Linked DNA regions of Cricetulus griseus: region 1 is linked to region 2. The links are chromatin contacts, called in public Micro-C maps. All regions are on one chromosome and are shown on one strand. The core of a region is the stretch at or near the end of the contact, and the rest is flanking DNA. Distances in the headings are between cores, read along the strand shown. Region 1 holds the start of Utrn (utrophin). Region 2 holds the start of Trnal-uaa (a tRNA gene).

What was found. Hi-C and Micro-C count contacts between places; a contact is called where the count stands out from the background.
Region 1: a contact with region 2 is called in a Micro-C map of the CHO-K1 cell line, with 2.4 times the contacts expected there. The contact joins the promoter of Utrn here to the enhancer-like site in region 2. A contact is called at or near these places in 3 of 8 Hi-C or Micro-C datasets (the CHO-K1 cell line and fibroblasts).

What each region holds. Positions count from the first base shown.
Region 1 is chr2:276,002,364-276,007,879 of CriGri-PICRH-1.0, reverse strand. It overlaps Utrn (utrophin), which reads right to left and starts at 3,078. Exons shown (of 74, transcript XM_027402014.2): 1 at 2,943-3,078. It overlaps LOC118238364 (vegetative cell wall protein gp1-like), which reads left to right and starts at 2,466. Exons shown (of 4, transcript XM_035440387.1): 1 at 2,466-4,155. The coding sequence starts at 2,933. The coding sequence ends at 3,775.
Region 2 is chr2:275,949,556-275,954,871 of CriGri-PICRH-1.0, reverse strand. Trnal-uaa (a tRNA gene) reads right to left here and starts at 4,765; the gene lies at 4,683-4,765. Within about 2 kb of position 1,716, at least 1 of the 6 cell types and tissues checked has open chromatin away from gene starts, as enhancers often do. A contact at or near this core is called in the CHO-K1 cell line, where this site is marked.

The DNA.
Region 1 (5,516 bases), core at 1,829-4,328, 52 kb before region 2:
CCTGGAATGAAGTTCCTTCAAGAGACAAGTCCAGTGCTCTCCTTTAGAACTAGTTTTATCCAGGGACCTCCACATTAAGGCTTCTCAAAAAGTTTTCCACTCTACTAAAAAGGCACCTGCCACTAAGCCTGATCACCTCTGCATGTGTGCAATGGGACTTGCTCCCTCTTCACACATACAATCAATAAATATTTTAAATGCATTTTTAAAAATGTATGTGTAAATGCTTGCCTTATGAGTGTATGTAGTGTCCAAGGAGGCCAGAAAAGGGCATAAGAAAGTGAACCTGGACTGTCTCTTAACCACTGAGCCATCTTTAAATTTCTTTTAAAGAAAAAAGGTAACCTACACAGAGCTTCCTTTCATTTCCATATGACTAATAACACTTTTTCGTTATAATGTTTCATTCTGCCATTCTCCTTGGGATAAATTTTCCTAAGTCCTCTTCTTGATAATGCAAATGCCTACTACACTTCAAAATCATAGCAGAAAAAGTGATCAAGGAACTAGAAAAGAATGAAGACAGCTGGGCGGTGGTAGCCCACGCCTTTAATCCCAGCACTCGGGAGGCAGAGGCAGGGGATATCCGAGAGTTCGAGGCCAGTCTGGTCTTCAAAGAGAGTTCCAGGACAGTCTCCAAAACCTACAGCGAAACCCTGTCTCAGAAAAACAAACAAACAAAAAAAACAAAAACAACAAAAAGAATGACGAGGAAAGACACTAACAGAAGATCATTTAAACATTTAACAGCCACTAACTCTTGTTGCCATTAATGTCCCAGGAGTTCCAATTTCAGTAAGAAAGTTTAAGAATACTTCCTTCCAAACTACCAAGTGCAAGCCAGCCGTGGTGATACAACACCCATGGCTCAAGCTACTTTGGAGGCTGAAGCAAGCTCAAGGCCAGTCTGGGCCACATAATGAGAGCTGTCTCAAAATACATAAATAAAATGCTACGATAATTAGCTGTGGGAACAGAAACGAAGCTTCCTTAACAGCAATGGGCCCCAAAGAGGCTCGGCTTGCACACCTATGGAATGGAAGGAGCCACACTCCACACATATAAGGGAGAAACTAGAGGTGAATGACCTCGAGGTTGTGCAAGGAACCCTACACAATTGCTGCCAGGTCTCCTCCCTCTAAATGACAGTGGTGAAGTTTAGAGAAAGGTTCTCGCACTGAAACCCACCCACCCACCTACATGCACCAGTTTCTCCTTCAGGGTTGATGCTTCTCTGTTTGTTACACAGACCAGAACGCCAGAAATGGCGGCTTTAGAGGCAAAAGTTCAAGAACATACAACATTCAAAAAGTGTCATTATAAAAGAATATTCAACCATGTGCAGCTGTGACGGAAAGCTGTTAAATCTTGCAAAAACTATTCACTCACTAGTAACGAAAAGCTAGGAATGCTGGAGAGAGTGGTGAGGGAAGCGGAGGAACAAGTTTGCCATTCCACTTGTAAAGGAAACCGCTGAGTGCCAAGAACTGCCATTCACACTAGGAAGCGCTCCAGGGAAGGTTAATACCACTGTGATTAATGCTGTTTACAGGCGCAATAAATTTTGGATAAACACCCAAAGGAGAGTTAAAGCGCTATCTCGAAGGTCTCATAAATGCTGGTGAAAGGGACGGGGGGGGGGGGTGGCTTCAGCGCGAATGGCCCTCGCCCTCACCGCCTGATATCCTCAGGCTGAACGACCCACGAGCTTCGAATTCCTCCAGCTCACGAAGGCCCCAATGCTACCCGTAGGCTGCGTCCCCGGCGCCCACCAGCAGCCAGCCACCGAGAGTCCAGCCTGACTTCAGAGGCCCAGGACAAGTTCAAACCGAATGGATGCTGCTGCTGCCTCGCCATCCAGGAGATGCCTTCTCGTCTGGAATTCGTGCACTCTGGCCAAGGCGCACCCTCCCAAGCAACTCTTGGAGAGCCCACCTCTCTAGATAGTGGTGACCCAGGTGATCTGGAGGCTAGGAGGATAAAGGATGCTCCCTCGGGGACACTCCAGAAAGTGCAGCCCGGAATTACACCCAGGAGCTCTAATTTGAGGGTTCAAAAAGGCCAGGTCCCTGGCTCTCAGGGGTCACACACGTTTTCTCCTCCCCTTGAAAATAACCCTGGAACGCCACACGGTCGGAATCTAGGGACTTGAAAAGTCTCTGAACAATGTGCCTTCTAAAAGTTGCACAGCTCACAATTAGTTCTTTGTTGGTTTTGTAAGTGGCCTTGGGCAAGCAGAGAGCCTCAGACCCAGGCCAAAAGGGGGCATGAATTACCTTGTCAGTTGCAGTTAAGGGATGCCAAGAGTCCGGAAAAGCAGGCGACCGGGACTGTGCACCAATGAGGTATCCCCCTATCCCCGTCAGCCTCTCCAGAGCTGCTTGCAGGGAGCTGGCGATCTCGCCACACTGGGGCCCCACCCTCGGGAATAGCAACCACACAGAGGTCGAGCACGCCCCCAGCCTGGAGGCCGGCAGGGAAGCGCTCCCCAAGCCACTGACCGCACAACCGCCCTCCCCACCCTCTCCTCCGAGACACCGCCCGGGCCCCGCCTTCCCGGAATCTGAGGTGTGTGACAGGCTCTCTTGAAGAGGCCACGTACCCTCTTGTAGACTACTAGCCCTGCTCGCCCGCTCAGGACGATGAACGAACTGAAGACACCCTCTCTCCTCAGGAAGGGACAAGACGGACAGCACTGAACCAGCCCGAGAAATTTGAGACCTTGGCGACAAGTAGATTCCCACCTTCTCATCCCAGCTCCCTCCCGCCCAGGATGGGGGCGCTGAGCTCCCAGGGAAAGTGCAGAAGTTGGCCAGCCTGCTATTTCTGGACCGGGTGGAGGAACCGCAGAAAGGTCCCACCTCCTCTCAGCCCCCGCCCGGTTCCCTCGGGGACTGCGGTCACATTACACAGCCCGGAGCTTCAATAATGCATGGGCTTACCTGCTCGCCAAGTCCCTGAGGCCCAAGGGCTTCTCTGGGCGTGTTCGGGTCTCAGGAAGCCTGGTGTGCGGGAGCCTACGTTGGGCGATGCGAGGATTTTGGTTTTGCTTTTTCTTTTCTTTTTTTTTTTTTTAATGAAACGTGGAAAGTCAGACAAGATCCGAAAAAGGGGGAGGGGGGGAAGAAGAAGAAGAAAAAAAAAGAAAGAAAAGAGCTTGACACCCGATTGGAAACGCCCCCTGACTTGTGCAATCTTCCTGCCCTGTAGTTCCGCCAAAAACAAAACAGTCCAAACGCTAGCCAGGGGCAGGCGCGCGCTGGAGTTTTCCGTTTGCAGGAATGACTCGAAAGAAAAGGGGCACCACTCGCCGAGGTCGCCTGATCGGCTGAGGGAACCCGCGGCTCCTCCTTGGCCCTGGGCGGGAGAAATCCCGCGCCCGGCGCTGCCGGCTCCCCTCCTCCGGGGAAGGGCGACTCCACAACTTTGTGCGCGAGAGCAGCTCGCGGATCCGACTCCTCCTCCCGGTCCTCCCCCGCCGCCGCCGGCCCCTTTGTTGGAGAGCGAGGGTGGGGCGCTGCTTGGTCAGCCCGCCACCCCGGGAAGGGGGCTCGCGTCTCCGGCAGGGTTAGCCCAGCCCAGGAGCCGTGAATCCCGCAGGTCGGAGCCGCCTCCCGCTCCCGCCGCCTTGGCGCTCGTGCGCCCTCGGCACCCCGGCCCTAGCAACTTTGTTCCGGGAGAGATCAGTCCCTCTCGGCTCCCGGATCGGCCCTGCCCCTGCCTAGGAAGCCACCGCCGGCCGGGCTCTCAGAACGTGGCGCCTCGGGTCACCTGACCGCGCGCCCGGTCAATCAGCGTTAGCCCTAAGCGCCCTCCCAGCCCGCAGTAGCTGGCCCGGTGAGGTGCGCGGTGCGGGAATCCGGAACCAGTCGTGCGTGCTAAGAGCCAGAAGCTGGAATAGGCATTTGGGCGCACGCACCGTGCCCCTTATTCAAATTGTGCAAAAATGTGTGTCACGCCCCCCTAGGCACACTCTGTTAAGGTGTCTTTTCTTTCTTTCTTCTTTTCTTTCTTTTTAGGTAAATCTGGACCTGCTTGCCAATTCATCCCATCTCAGTTTACTGACGTTGTTGAGCCTGGGGTTCTAAATTCAAGGATATATTTATTTTATGCAATTGTCTTAGCCTTGTTTAAATGCTGTGAAAATAACTCCAGGTGCACTTATATTTTCATTAATATACACAAATAGTGCTGGTTCTGACATTTACATTTTTTTACTGTGTGTGTTTGTGTGTGTGTGTGTGTGTGTGTGTGTGTGTGTGTGTGTGTGTGTGTTCATGCACTTGGTGCATGGATTGGGGACACGGCACTACAGAAGTCAGAGAACAACTTTGTACAGTTACCTCCTTACACCTTTATGTGGGATACAGGGATCCAACTCATGTCTTCAGGCTTCAGTACTAGACAGGGGCTTTACCAACAGCACCATCTGTCAAACCTTTTTTGTTTTTCTTTCTATTTTTCCAAGCAACCATACATTGTTTACAGAACTTGTTGCAATCTTACCGGGTTAGCCAAAACATATCTAGGAATACATAACTTTGTATTATGTGTGCATTGTTTCTTACTACACATTTCATTCTGATGAGTTCCTGTGACTGTTTTCATGATCACGCTTGGAGGGGAAGGAACAAAAATAGCAGCCAAAGTCCTCGGCTAGTATAAACAAAGAGGAAAGCATGGCTGATGACTGAGTGCTGGCTTATTGCTTCCTTAATACTTAAGGGTTAATTTATGAGCCAGTAAAAATAACTCACTTGCCTTGTGTTAATTACCAGTTGAAAACCTCTGGGGTCTTGAAGTACTGAGGGCTGGGACAGGAGGAAGTCCTGGAAGAGTTTTCCTTGTTAAGTCTCTTATTTAGCAGCTTCACTTTTGAGGATTCCCTTCATATAAGCCAGATAGACTCTAAACACCAACTGGAAATTGATATGGCTTTCTCATTTACCTCCATTCCTTCCTTTATTGAGCATCAGTATGGGGTCTGCCAGGGTGGATGATACACAGAAATCCAACATAGATCTTGCCCTTTTAAGGCAAGAATTCTAAAGGTTCTTTAGAATGTAGAATTCAGTAGGTGAGATAAGACACGGAAGCAAATATATGCAAGACTCATGACATCAGATCAAGTGTGCTATGTAGATTGCTATCACTGTGACAAAATGACTGACTAAACAACTTAAACAGGAGAGATTTGTGTTAGCTCTCAGTTTCAGGGGATTCAGGCTGAGAGTAGCTGGATCCATTGCTTTGGACCTGAGACAAGGCAGAACATAATGGCAGCAGAGCATGTTCCAGAGTCTGCACACTCTGTGGCTGTCACAAAACAGAAACCTAAACAGAGGGGCCCAGAACAAGATCCAGTCCCCAAAGACATGACTCCGGTAACCTACTGCATCCAAGGAGGCCCCACCTCCAATGAATCATGCACCTACCAAGTGACTTAATCCCTCTTCTAGGTCAAAGACCTCAGAATGCAACTGTCCTTCAGTAATTGACTGGATTTACCAATTAAG
Region 2 (5,316 bases), core at 467-2,966:
GTTCTAGTAGGGGAAGCTGTAGCCACACCTACTTAGGGGCTGGCTACAGGTGTGCCTGACCACGCTTGCAAGGGCGTGGTCAGGGTGACGTAGAGTGAGACTTTCAGGGGACTGAGTTTTTCTCTTTCGGTTTCACTTTTGTACTTGTGGTACAGACTGCTGCCACGCCGGCTAGCTAGGTTGCTCTGTAAATAAGGCTTTTCCCTATTAAATACCCTTATATTTCTACCTGACTCCGTATTGGTAATTTCCCACTATAAGTTCTCTTAACCACTGAGCCATCTCTCCAGCCCCTCATCTTTTTTCTTAATAATCCATTTTAAAATATAACTTTAAAAATTACCTTTTCCCAGGCGGTGGAGGCAAACAACTTTAATCCCAGCATTCAGGAGGCAGAGGCAGGTGGATCTCTGTGAGTTTGAGGCCAGCCTGGTCTATTGGGTGAGTTCCAGGACAGCTAGGGCTGTTACACAGAGAAACCCTGTCTCAGAAAAACAAAACAAAAGTTACCTTCTATCAGGTGTGGTGGAGCACACCTTTAGTTCCAGCACTTGAGAGACAGACACAAAGGAATTATTATCTCCATTGAGTTCCAGGCCAACCTGGCCTACAAAGTTAGTTCCAGGTTATCCAGGGAAGTAGTGAGACCCTGTCTGGGGGTAATAGTACCTCTTCAGATAACTGACAATCTCACTACACTATAGATAGCAATGAATGAAATGGCCCAAAGCACAGCCTAACCCCAAAGATAAATTTGAGATTGGAATTGCTCATGCACATGGTAAAACCTTCCAAGATAGAAATGACTCATAAGTGACTTGAAGGTTTTCCCCCCTGGGCTTCTGAATTTTGGCACTAGCTAGTCTAGAAGGGAGAAAGGGGGAAGACAAAAGCAATAGCAGAAAGCCTGACCCATATTGTGTGAAGTCTTTTTTTATTCTTCCTTGTATTGCTGAAGTTCTGGGGCCTGGGGCCTCCCACATAGAGCAGGATGTCCTTCCAGAGTCTGATAATTCTTTTGTTGTTGTTGTTTATCAAGACAGAGTTTCTTTGTGTAACTTTGGAGCCTGTTATGGAACTGGCTCTGTAGACCCGGCTGGACTTGAACTCATAGAGATTGGCCTGCCTCTGCTTCCTGAGTGCTGGGATTAAAGACGTGCTCTACCACTGCCTGACCAGTTTGCTAGTTTTTAGGGGTTCCACACTGCTGGCTTTACCTAAACCAGTCAATACTCAGCCTGCTTCCCTTCTTTCTGTGCAAACCACACCTTCCCTGTACTTCCTCTGCCTGCTGACTGACCTTGAGACTTCTGCAATGGGCCACCTAGGACCAGGCAGGACTCCTGTCACAGGGATCTGTAGTGTGGAATCTTCTTTTACAGCAGTCGTGTGTGTGTGTGTGTGTGTGTGTGTGTGTGTGTGTGTGTGTGTGTGTGTGTACAGTAAACATGGTTAAAATGCATCCAAGGCACGTTTTTACCACATACCCTAAAAGAGAATGCTCAAGGATACAATGTACAGAATCAGGTGTGAATTTTTCCATTGGATTTTGAGGTCATTCACTTATTCAGTGAATGGAAAGTGAGTGCACATAAAATTCTAGAGATGCTCTGTTACTCATGATTCCCATTTCACGCTGGTGAGCACCCAGTGCTGACCCTGGTCAGAGATGACTGATAGGGGACAGTGCTGATCCCAACTGATTCATTTCCTGTGTCCCAGTCACAGACCCTCACTGCCCAGGGCAGTCAGTCTGCTCACACTGGGATGTCACTCCACACATCTCTATGTCGACTTTAGTCTGTGAGCAATATTAATGTCTATCACCTATGATTCTATTTCAGTCTGTCTGTCTGTCTGCCTGTCCTTCTTTCCTTCCTTCCTTCCTTTCTTTCTTTCTTTCTTTCTTTCTTTCTTTCTTTCTTTCTCTTTCACTAGGCTCTCATTATCTAGTCCTGGCTGGCCTAAACTTCACTATGTAGATGAGGCTAGTCTCAAACTCACAGAGGTCTACTAGCCTCTGCCCCCCAAGTGTTGATATTAAACTTTGTGTGTGCCACTATGCCCATTCACTTGTATCATTTTTTTAAATGCTGCAGACAACAATCATTCCCTTCCGGGTACTCTGATAAAAAGTCTAGGAATACTGAAATTTATGTTAATGGAAATTCAGTTTAGCCAGCTTGGTTCACAATGGCCTTGTGTCCAATTATAGAAAATTAATAGATGTATGCTTTCTGCCTCTACAGCTAAACTATCTTGAGATTCCATTTTACCCCAGTCAGAAAGGCTGCCATTAATAAATCACAAACAAACAAACAAACAAAACAAAACAAAACAAAAGCTGGCCATAGTGGCCCATGCCTTTGCTTCCAGCACTCAGGAGGCAAAGACAGGCAGATCACATAGTTCAAGGCTAGCTGGTCTACATAATAAGTTCAGAATAGCCAGGACTGAATAGAAAGACTCTCTCTCTCTCTCTCTCTCTCTCTCTCTCTCTCTCTCTCACACACACACACACACACACACACACACACACCCCAAATCAAACACACTCTGGCCAGAGTGGAGGTGGCAGACCTAGTACACAGCTAGTGGGAATGTAAATTAGTCACAGGTACTATGGAAATAAACAATAGAAGCTACACACACACACCCCTAAAAATAGAGTTATCATATAGTGTACTACTCCTGGGTATTTACCAGAGAAGTCTAGGTCAGCAACCACAAAGACACATTCCAGACGTGTTTACTGCTGTATTTTCCCCCAACAGCTAAGGAGAGGGGCCAGCCTAGGCATTTAACAGTAGATGAGTAGATACTGAAAATTCGGTATACATGCACAATGGAGTTTTATTCAACCATATCTAAACAAAATTATGCCATTTGCAGGAAAAAGATGAAGCTGGGTCCAAAGGTGGAAGGGGCAGTATAAGGGAAGAGGAAGGGAATGGGATACACAATTTTGAAAATGTCGTTATGAAATACATCATTTTGTGCTATGAATATGCTACTAAAAATTTTAGAGCTTGGAGCATTAAAATTTACTTCATATGAATAATTAGCATGTGTATGAGGTGCATAGCCTGCACCTGATTTGTTCATTGACTAATTGAAACTGTGCCTAAAAATGAAAAACAGGCTGTATAGAGCTGAAGAGATGGTTCAGCAACTAAGATCACTTGTTGCTCTTACAGAGGACCTGGGTTTGGTTCCTAGTGCCTATGTGACAGTTTATAAACTGTATTTCCAGTTCTGTGGGATTCATGGCTTCCTCCTGGACTGGCACCAGGCACCCAGGCAGTGTTCTTACATACGTTCAGACAAGCATGAATAGATATAAAACAAATGACTAAAAGTGGAAAACAAAAGAAGCTAATCAAAGTCCCCAAGCTCCAACCTACTACTGAGGAGGATTAAAAAAGCTTCTTGTGTAGGAATCTTGCAAGTGACCATGATAATATCTGTCTCTTAATGCTTGACTATATATAATATATATATATATATATATATATATATAATCAAATATATATGCATATATATGTACCTTTAACTTCATAACCATCTTCAAAGTACGAAAAGAAAATGTTTAATTGAAACAAAGATCAATGAAGCCAGAGAAGGCTTTTATCATAGAATTAGAACAATGCTCCTGAAAAGGTACCTTAGTGATGAGTGAGTCTGTTTAATGGAAGATTATTTATTAAAGATTTAAAGGGGGGAGGTTAACTTTCTGTCTGTTAACATTGGAGGTTAACATTGCCTTAATCTCCTAAATACAGTTATTCAAAAATACCAGGATTATCTAAGCAAATAAATTTACCTTAAATTTACCAGTAGGTGGCACTGTGTAAATATACTGATAACATTTCCACAGAGTTCTGAGCCGGACTGGAAAACGAGATATATCATCTTGAAGCGGAGCTTTCGATGTAAAGAATATTTCTACGACTCTAGATAATTGAGTGGGGCCCAAGGATCAAATGAAAATAAAAGACCAATGTTAATGATCAATGTCTCCTAAGTTTTATGATTGTATTGAGGGATTCAATCACTGTCTTAGTTTCAAGGCTGGGGAGTTCCTTGAGCCGCACTTACAAATTCTGTTTAAGATCTTAAATTGTTTCGATTAAAATACTTTTGAAGAAAATAGGAAAAAAAAACACGAAAATATTTCCAATTCTGTGTCTTCAGAACAATGGTACCTTCTCGGAGTTAACGGAAGGGTTGCATGGTAACAAGTTAAACTTTGGAGACAAAAAAAAAAAAAAAAAGAAAAAAAGAAAAAGAAAAAAAAGAAGGAAGGAAGGAAGGAAGGACGGAAGGAAGGAAAGAGAAAAAAAAGAGAAGAAGGGACTGGAGGGTGGGGACAGAGGAGAAAGAGGTGAACTTGCTTTTCCCTTCTGTGGAAAAGTACTTTTGCAAAAAGTTAGTTGATAACCAGCCCGCCGCGACGGGCCTCCTCCCGCCAGGCAGGGGTAGCAGCTGGCCGAGGTCTGCAGTCCCCTGCCGTGCACAGGTCCCCGGAGACTAGGTGACCTCACTGGTGGAAACTAGGCTTGCAGCTGTAACCAAGGCTGTAACTGCATTTTTTTCCAACTGGAAATCAGAATACTAGTTTTTCAAGGGATCTGGGCCTAAAAAACCTGATACCTTGGGAAAAAGAACAAAATTAGCACTTATACCAGGAGTGGGGTTCGAACCCACGCAGACATACGTCCATTGGATCTTAAGTCCAACGCCTTAACCACTCGGCCATCCTGGTCCCGGCGTGCACTGTTGCTTCTGCTTTTCCTACAAAGCTTACACTACCGTTCTCTTTCCTTGTTTTTAAAAAGGATACTCCAGTGCGAGCCGGCTGGCGCTCTCGGCTTTCCCGGCCCAGCTACCGAAGCTCGATGGCTGCCTCCAGGATTTCGCGTCGCGGCAGCCGCTCGCTGTCGCCCCGAGCTCCTGGCGGCGACGGAGGAACTGCAACTGCAGGAACAGCGCGCGGGGCCGCGCTTGGAGCGGGCGAGCGGGCGGGCGGCCCCGCTGGCTTTGCTTGCACATTGGAGGTGCGCGGGCGCCGCACACAAACCCCACACTTAACTTCTGGGCTCCAGAGCAGACGTGTGACCGAGTCCCTCGGGTGGCGTGTGGACGGGGTCGCAGGGCAAACTTCAGTTTGTTTCTTCCTAATCGAATGAGGTGCTGGGGCCCTGCACCTGTGCGCCGCTTGCCTTTCCCGCCCGTGGGGCAAGACACACCGGAAGGAGCCTCTGGAGAAAGCTGTGTGGGCAAGGCAGTGTGGCCCACTTCCTAATTTTCCTCCCT